Regions from separate parts of the Capra hircus genome. Here region 1 is linked to region 2. A link is a contact called in public Hi-C data. All regions are on one chromosome and are shown on one strand. Each heading gives the region's core, a stretch centred on a gene start, on an enhancer-like site or on the middle of the called end of the contact. The rest is flanking DNA. Distances are from core to core; before and after follow the strand shown.

The links. A called contact is a pair of places that touch in the nucleus more often than the background predicts.
Region 1: a Hi-C map of blood shows a contact between it and region 2, with 4 times the contacts expected there. The contact joins the promoter of TBL1XR1 here to the enhancer-like site in region 2. A contact is called at or near these places in 3 of 5 Hi-C or Micro-C datasets (all in blood).

What each region holds. Positions count from the first base shown.
Region 1 is chr1:89,482,579-89,487,063 of ARS1.2, forward strand. It overlaps TBL1XR1 (F-box-like/WD repeat-containing protein TBL1XR1), which reads left to right and starts at 2,399. Exons shown (of 17, transcript XM_018047615.1): 1 at 2,399-2,633.
Region 2 is chr1:89,358,580-89,362,870 of ARS1.2, forward strand. No RefSeq gene overlaps it. Among named protein-coding and RNA genes, the nearest start is that of TRNAC-GCA, 110 kb to the left of the region's middle. Within about 2 kb of position 2,897, at least 5 of the 5 cell types and tissues checked have an H3K27ac peak or open chromatin away from gene starts, as enhancers often do.

The DNA of each region.
Region 1 (4,485 bases), core at 1,149-3,648, 120 kb after region 2:
CTGTTAGGAAAGATAGCAGCTTGGTGTAGGGTCTAAGAATTTCAGGCTGGAAGCCCTGGACCCTAGGGAGCTGAGGCAGGGTGGGCCCTGCCTTGTGAAGGGAGGGAGTGATGTCATTTCAAGGGAAGGTAAGTCTGGGATCCCTGGTTTGGAGATAACCCTGTCAAGAAACAGTGTGAGGAGTCCTCATTCACTAGATGGGCGGTTTGATTTTCCAGTAGCTACTGCCTGAACAGGACCCACGCACAGTGGCACAATGTGTAACTTCAAAACAAGCTGGGCCCATAGATGTGTTTCACTGGGTGGCTCAGATAATGAACCCTAGTTGTACTGAGATAGCTTACTAATTGAACAGAAGGTGATGCTTAGTTACATTTATATGTATTTCACTACAAATATTGACAAAAAAGTAAAATATTATATTTTCATTACTTCTGAAAAGAGCCTTTGCAAAAGGTGTTAGTTCTGCAGTCAGTCAGTCTGAGCTTCAGAATTCTTCTGATGCAAAACCAGCTCTCTTTGTGCTGTTTCCCTGTACACTCAACACAGTGTTTTGGAAACCTGCAGTTATCTAAATTCCCATCGGATGACATTGTTTAATCTAACATTCCCTCTTTCATATATGAAAATAGCTCTAAGGACAAACCACAGAGAGGCTTTGAACACTTTCTGGTGGTTGGGAGGGAGTTTCCAATCTCACTCCCTCTCTTCTGATGGTTTTCCTACCCGCTCCCCAACCTCCCCCAGCCAACATTCAAAGGTCTGTAAAGGCCTCCAGCACTTCCTTCAAGAACTCAACAGGGGCAAGAGCCTTTGACTTTGGCCAAAAAAGGGCACCTGTCTCATCACTGAGCTTATTAGGCCACCCAGAGTCCAGATGTGTAAAAGTTTGTCTTAATGAATTTTTTTTGGTGTGAGAATTTAGGTCTCTGATACTGAGAGGAAACTACCATTGCTTTACAATATTGACTACCCCAATTTCCAAATATGAAAGCACAAAAGTAGGAAAACAGAACCCCTTAACCTTTTAAAAAGGCTGCAAATTGTTATTTTACTTTGAAGACAGCAGTAACTGAAAATATTAACAAAAAAGGTTTCTTCCAGGCCAAATCTTAAAGGAGTAAGCTGCTTTTTTAATACCTTAGGCTTATACAAAGGTCCTAGAAAACCCCAAGCTCTGCTTTTTGAGGACCTTACACCAAACACATTTATTTCAAACCTGTGAAGTGCCACCCTTTTTAAAAACAACCCGCTGCCCTCACCAATATTGTTACATGATCACTCATCTAAGTTATAATCTATAAACCGCCTTGATGAGCTACACACATGCAAAAAGTAGACAAAGTGAATAAACTTCTACTGTCGATGCTGCCGTAGAGGTATGTATGTTTAGCAAACATTTAGTTCATTATTTTATTTTTGTAAAACGAGAACTGATCGACAAAACCTTTCAAACAGACCCACCAGACGATAAATACCACCATATGTTTAATTCACAGTACATTTGGGCATAAACACTTCAATTACAGCTTTGTGTTTAGTATCAAAACCCTTTTCTTGTGTGCGCGTGTTTTCTCCACAGAGCCGGTGCTCTGGATCACATTTTGAAAATCGCTTATTACAGATAAAGCCCCTTTCCAGGTAGGCTTCCGAGAAACATATGTATTTATGCACACAAAGGTGCGAGCAGCTCTTTTCCCAAACAAATGTCCATATGATGCCTGCGCCGCGCTCTCCGCACATGCTCACCGCGTGCGTGTGGCCCGCCGGCCGCGCCGCGCTGCCCGGGTGCGCGCGGGGCCAGGCCGCCCCCGACCGCGCCGGAGCCCGGCTGGCCTCCCCGGGAAAGTTAACCGGCGCCTCCCCGCCCCCACCCGGCCCGGAGGCGCCCCGCACCCGGCGGCGCGCGGCGGTGGGGGCGGGGCGGCCGGGGGCCCGGCGGCGCCTGGGAGCGCCCGCGGGTCTTGCTTTCTTTTTAAACGCCTGCGCCGCACCCGCCCAGCCCCCAGCGCCGCCGCGGCGGGCGGGAGGCAGAGGAGCGGGGCCGGCGGAGGCCCCCCCCGCCGCGCCGCCGCCGCCGCCTCCTCCCCGCGTCCGCCGCGCCCCTCCCCCGCCGGCCCCTCCCCCGCGCGCCCGCCCGGCGCAGGCCGCTCGGGTTTGTTTTGCTGCGCGGCCGCCGCCGCCGCCGCCGCGGGCCTCGCGAGCTCATTTGTGCCTGGCTGGTCCCCATTCCTCTCTCCCCAGTGTTGAGTGTCTGAGCCGTTGGCTGCTCCGAACCGTTTGGCTCTTTCCCTTAGTAACAGCTTTTACCTTCTGCCTCAATTCCTCTCCCCGCTCGCGCCCTTCCCCCGCGCGCCGCCTCCCCCCGCCGCCGGCCGCGTGCGCCCCCGCCCCTCCCCCCGCGGCGGGAGCACCTCCGCTCGCCACCTGGGGACCCGCGCCGCGCTCCCCGCCCCCGCCCGCCCGGCGCCCATCCCCCGCGCCCTCCGCTCGCCGGGGTTATAATTGCCTCTCACCCCCCGGAGGGGTTATTTTGGGGGTGGTTGGAGGTGGCGGCGGCGGCGAGGAGGGGAATTTCCTTGTGCCTCCATTCCCGGGAGGGGGGGAGCGGCGTCGGAGGCCACCGTTTCCAGGTAAGCGCCAGGGGCCGGACCCCGGGGCTGGGGCGGCCGCGGGCCGGGGCGGGGGGCGCGGGCCGCGGTGGTCTGGGGGGCGCCAGGCCGCGGTGGTGGTGGGGGGGATGGGCGCAAGTGGAACATGCATTTTTCAACTTGGCCCTTCGGGGAGCTAGGGGTTTGATGGGGGAGGGGAGGGAGGGACGGCATTTAGGGTGCCCCATCCCCCCTTTTTGCTCTCCCAGGCTTCTTTGAAATGCTCACGTGCCTGCCCACCCCCTACCCTTTCCTGGTCCCGGGGGATCCTCACCCTTATTATGTTGTTGTCCCCGAAAATGTGCACGTCGGCCTGCTCCCCCTCTTCCACCCTTCGTGCATCTACACCCCCTTTTTGTGTGTGGTGTGTGTGTGTGTGTGTCTGTGGGGGAGGCTTTCAGGAAAGAATTTGCAGCAAATTGAATCAAGGAGCCATCATGAGGCCGACTCCTTGATAGCCTATTTTTAGCAGGGGAGAGGGCTTCGGTGCACGTTTTTTGGCGAAACCTCGGGCAGCGATGGAAGTCCGCGCCCCTCCCCCGGCGCGGCCCAGGCCCCGGCGCGGCGACCCCGGCCGGCGTGCGGGGGGCGGCTGTTGGGGCGCGCGTCCCGGGCGGGGGTGCAGGGGGGGAGGGGCGCGCGGCCGCAGGGCCGCACTCCGGGACGTGTTTATTTGTAACTTAGAGCTTTTTAGCGTCTTGAGGAGGCATTTGATAGAGCCTTTTTGAAGTTGGGTTCAGAAGTGTAGAATTGGCAAAGTTATTGCTAGCTTCCTGGTAAGTTTTGGGTGGCTCAGAGTCACATTATTTTCTGACAGTGTAAAGGCCACGTTGTGAGGGTGGTTTCTCGGTAACTTCCTCTTTGCAACCGATGTCATTTTTTGAACAGCAGCAGACTTTTATTTCAGTGAAATATTAATCTGAAATGGCAGCTCGAGGGAAGCCATGCGTGTGTGAGCGTGTTCAGTATTTTTGGAAGTTCCTAATTTGCTGAAATAGGCATCACTTTGCAGGGGCAACCGAGAATAAATTTGGGTTGTGAAAATGGTGTGTTTCATGTAAAATTTGAGTTGTAATGGCTTTTAAAAAACGCTCCCGTTCTTAGCTTGTCTAATGATATTCTCGAAAATAATGTGGTGATTACGAATGACTAAAGTGTTGGAACCAAGTTAAAAACTAGATTTTTCTGTGTCTGGAGTTTGCTTAAAACGGTGGACTGTGCGGGCATCAAGGTGAAGAGTTTTAGTGCCTATATGATTTATAGTTGACTGAGGGAAGTTGACTGTTGGCTTTCTGGTTTTCCAAGGAAGACCCTTCTGTTGATCTAAACAAGCTTGCTCATAAAATATGGTGGGTGAAATGTAGGTTATTTTTAGTCTGAATGGTTTAATTCCCCCTCCCCCATATAATTAGGTAATCATTTTCCTCCCCCCTTTTTTCCTAAAGACTCCTTTATCTGGTCGGATAATATGAGGCCCTGGTGGTGTTTTCATTTACTTAAAAAAAAAAAAGTGATAAATATCCTGATTACACGCTGAAGATACAGTGAGTGACTTTTTGGTTTTCCCAGTGTGGTTTATTTTCATTTTTGTTAAATCAGACTCATGCTGCATTGGTGTATTTTAGTAATCTTGACTTCCTGGGACTGTACGTTCTCACTCTTTTAATAAGTTTATAGTCTGGCGAAATAGGGCAGCTTTGTCTCCATGAAAACAGTGTGTATGTTGGGTTGTATCATGGGAGTTCATGGCAAGCAAGCTTCGGAAATTATCATTGAGCGCCGTTCTAGAAATAGTTAGCGTTTACCTGTGGAGGAGGGGCAGCAGAAAATATGC
Region 2 (4,291 bases), core at 1,647-4,146:
TTTAAAAAACTGTTTGGGCCAAGCTGCACACAAACCTGAGATGAATGTAACCCCTAAACCTCCAGTATGCAGTCTCCGTTTCCTGCTCCTCAAAGTGCACCCTATATCCAAGAACTGTTTGTTACATTCCAGATGAGATGTGCATAGCAACTGAGAATAACACTGAGAAACATCTAGACAGAGTAATTCTGTGAATATAATTTTGTCTCTAGTAACAAAAAATTGGCCTTGCATCTTTATATATTTTGTAATTTATTTCTCTAATTTTTAAACAAAAATCTCAGTGAGCAATGGATTACAAATCTTGCCCACAGATAGTTTAACCTCTGTCGTGTCCTTTATCAAAGTAAATCATATCATATCATGTGATATGATAAAATAAACTGCTCAGTCATGTCTGACTCTTGGCGACCCCATGGATTACACTCTGCCAGGCTCCTCTGTCCATGGAATTTTCCAGGCAAGAATACTGGAGTAGGTTGACATTCCCTTCTCCAGGGCATCTTCCCAACCCAAGGATCAAACCTGTATCTCCTGCATCGGCAGCCGAATTCTTTACCATTGCGCCACCTGAGAAGCTCCTATCAAAGTAAAGTGTCTATTTTAAAATGCTGTCCTTTCTAAACCAAATCAGGGCTTGATAATTGAATGTTAGTCTCTGGAATCTTCACATTACTACCTGAAAAGACATAAGCCTATGAAATGTACCCAGTTCTATCCAGCTGACAGATGTCTGCCAATAAAGGCCTAGAAGCTAACCTCTCTTCCCCAGAGGAATGGAGGAAACATCCCTTCACTCCTGCAGGACTGTTTCTGGGCCCATCAAGCCATCAAATTTCTTCCAGGGTCAGTTGTGGGAGGAGTGGCCAGATGCCACAGGTCACCTGGAGTTCTTCTTCCTCGCCTCACCGGTACACAGGGACCTCTCATGTCTGTGCCAAGGGCATGCTCTCTGGCTGATGTCTGTGTGTCTGCCTCTTGGAACGTAAGCTCCTCTAGGACCAAGAATCATGCTTCTCGGTCTCCCCAGCTTAGTTCCATTGCACTGAGTTCTCCCCTCTTCCTAGCCAATACCGGCTCCATGCTCAGCAAAGGTGTCAGCCACCTAGTTCTGAAGCCTACATAGCTAGCAACCAGCTTCCTGCCCTGATGCTTCTGCCCAAGTGGTCCTCTGACCTTTGTCCTCCCCTGCTTAGGCAGAAGCTCTCGGACAGGAAGTTAGTTGTCCACTATTAATATCAAAGCTCAACATCCAGAACAAGATGGTTGACTTCCCTGTCTAGAGAGGACCTCTATTTGGGTCAGTCATGCCTAGAAGGGGCTTAGGCAAAGGCCGAAGGGCAGGCAGGCGAGAAAACAGAAGTGCTTCAAGATGTGAGAGCCTCTTCATCTTGACAACCAAAGGGTCAGACTCTCCAGTCTGCACACTCCTAAGGAGCTGAGGGAAACCCCCTAAGTACACAGTGCACTGGGAGCGGGAGAATCCCACCCATTGCACCCTAACACCTACTGAACCATTGTGGAGAGCTGGACTTCAGAAATTTCCAGCGCAAAATTGTAGGTGGGGGCAGGAGAGCTGTAGGGCAAGCCTGTGGAGGCGATTTTAGAAGTGCACACGTTGTAGGGAAATTTTTCCCTCAAGCCGTCTAGAGGGAAGTGGTCATGATCCACTACAAGTTCTCCTGAAATGATCAAGTGCACAGAGGCAAAGCACTACACTGCTGAGAAACATGGCTGCTTTGCTTCCTCCCCAGTCCCCAGGCAGCTCCAATGTACTTCATATCAGTAAGTGATCAGTCCCAGCCAAGGGTACAGAGGGATGTGATCAGGCCGGGAAGAACTGCACTCCCCTTCTAAGTCTCCAGATAGCCAGTTCCCTGCTGGTTGCCATTTTTTGCAATTTAAAATTTAAGAAAATTTAAATAGGATTAGCCCTGTGTGTGGAAGAGAAGAGCCTGTTTGATGAAACAGAAAAGGTACCATGTTGTGTAAGTTTTACATATTTTAACTGGGTGGTGTTTGTGTGTGTATCCACAGAACAAAGTGCAGTAATTATACACTTCGTTATTTAAGCCATTATAAGGACCATTACAACAGGAGGGAGGGGAGAGAATATCTAAAATACATTAAATGATTCTTAAAAGCTCATTCTAGGAAAAGGAAATGCCAGAGTAGTAAGATAAGGAGTCTTCATTAACAACAAATTCATCATTTCCCTCCTTCAAAATGAGACACTCTTCTAAGGCAGTTTGCTTGGAGAGTAGTTTTGCACCGTAAATCTGGGACATGTTTTTTATGTATGTGTTTGCTCTGCATGAGGCTTAAGAAAAACACAGCAACCAAACCACCCGAGCCAACCCTGGAGGGAAAGAGAAGACCTAATCACCCGTGATGGCGATTACATAATAGAGATTCGCACACACAAACCCCCAGAGTCTCAAAAGAATCAGCCTTTGGCTTCCTGTCATAAAAGATGCCTTTTTTTCCTTTGTGAGGATCACTAAAAATGCTTCCTAAAGACCAAGTGGATGTCTTTGGTAGAAATAGAGGTCACTTAGGAATGATTAAGTACACCCCCAGCCAACATGAAGCCTGTATCGATAACTAAAGTGCCTCTGCATTTAGCACAGCAAAAGCTCATAATCTGTTTCTAATCGGTGCCCTGAAGATGCTCCCAAGGAGGAAAAGGCCTGGCGTGGGTAGTCGCCCCGCGTCTCAGGCCCTCCCTGGGGCAGCCGGAGTGCTCCTCTCTTAGATAATGCCAGGTACTCTGGAAAGTAGCCGTGTAATAATACACAAACCCCTGATGATGTCAGCGTGTTATTGACTTTCCAAGTCTGAATGACTGAGCAGAGGAGCGGGGGTGGGGCGCGATCCATCCGGCAGCGCGGGGACCGGCCAAGCGAAAATGAGCTCGCGGACCAGGCCGGGGGGAGGGGCGGCAGCGGCTCAGCGCTCAGGCTCCGCCAAGGCGGCGTCGGTGTCCGCGGCCCAGCCCGGGCACGGCTCCGGGCTCCCGCTCCCGAGCTCTTTGCGTTTGGTCAAACACCTCTCCGGCAGAAATTGCTCAGGCCACCCCCCTTGACAACCACCACCCTCCCCCTCTCCCCCCGGCAGCTTTCACCACGTGGCCGAGCCGCCTTACAAAACGGGGAGCAGAGGGCTAGAAAGGGGGCCCCTGCCCTTCCCCTGCCCTACACCAGAGCCTGCCGCCCCAGCTGCGGTGAATTCGCAGATGTGACGGTCGCCGGCCGCAGAGTATTGCCCTCTGCTAGAGATCCCCTTGGAAATTGCACCTCAGCGGTGGTGACATTTTATGGGATGTGACTGGCTTCCTTTATGGCGCTGGGAGTGCAGGTGCCGGATTGTAGGTTCCTGTTCTCACCCTGCAAACCGACCACAGGGCGCCCAGTCATCTTCAAGGCTAGGTGTGAATCGGGCCAGGCTGCCCTTAAATGGAATTGCATTTGGAGGCCGGGATCTGGGGATAAGCACTCCAGGCTGGGGCGTGGCCTTCCCCACCAGGCCTCTGCCTCCCTTTCGGGCCTAGCAGCTCCTGCTGGCCCTCCGCCCTCCCGCGCACCCAGCTTCGCTGGGGGCATCTCTGGGACTAGGCACCTAGACCGCTGCCTGCTGGCGCAGCTCCCTCAGTCCCTCTCCTCGACCTGCTGAAACCCTCCCAGAAGTCCACGTCCGCAGAACTTCAACCCAACGCCCCAGGGCCAGACTGCTCCTCCTCAGAGCTCCAGCCTGCCTCTCCCCGCGTTCCCTGCCCCACCAGGTTTGTTCATGGAAGCCCCAGGCGGGCCCCCTGGTTCCCAGTCCTGTTCTACCCCTTATTAGCTGTGTGCGTGTAGACAGAGTGCTTAACCTCTCTGTATCCTTTATCCGTGGAAAGCGGGAAGCAGTAATCCCCGCAGTCACTGCTGGGAGGATTAAATGAAAGCCGGATTTCATAAGAGACTCCAGCCTTCGAATATTCCAGTCCTTTGCCTTCACTAGCAGTGTCATCTGTCAGGCCAGAGTCCCAGGGTGGTTTGCTGGACTGTGGGGCCCGCTGTTCCCCCTACCCTCCGGGCTCTCTAGAGCCCACTGACTCTCAGCGCCCCCCTCCCTCCACGGGGACCCTGGGAAGAGGCACTTTACTACCAAGGTTGGGGTGCCCTGGGGAATGTGCCTCTGACCTAAGCGCGTTCATGGCCTTTTCCCAAATCCTCTCCTCTGCCACCTTGCACGTGGTCCAAAAGTGAAGAGCTGACACTTTTAGTCCAATCAGAAGCCCCCTTGGAGA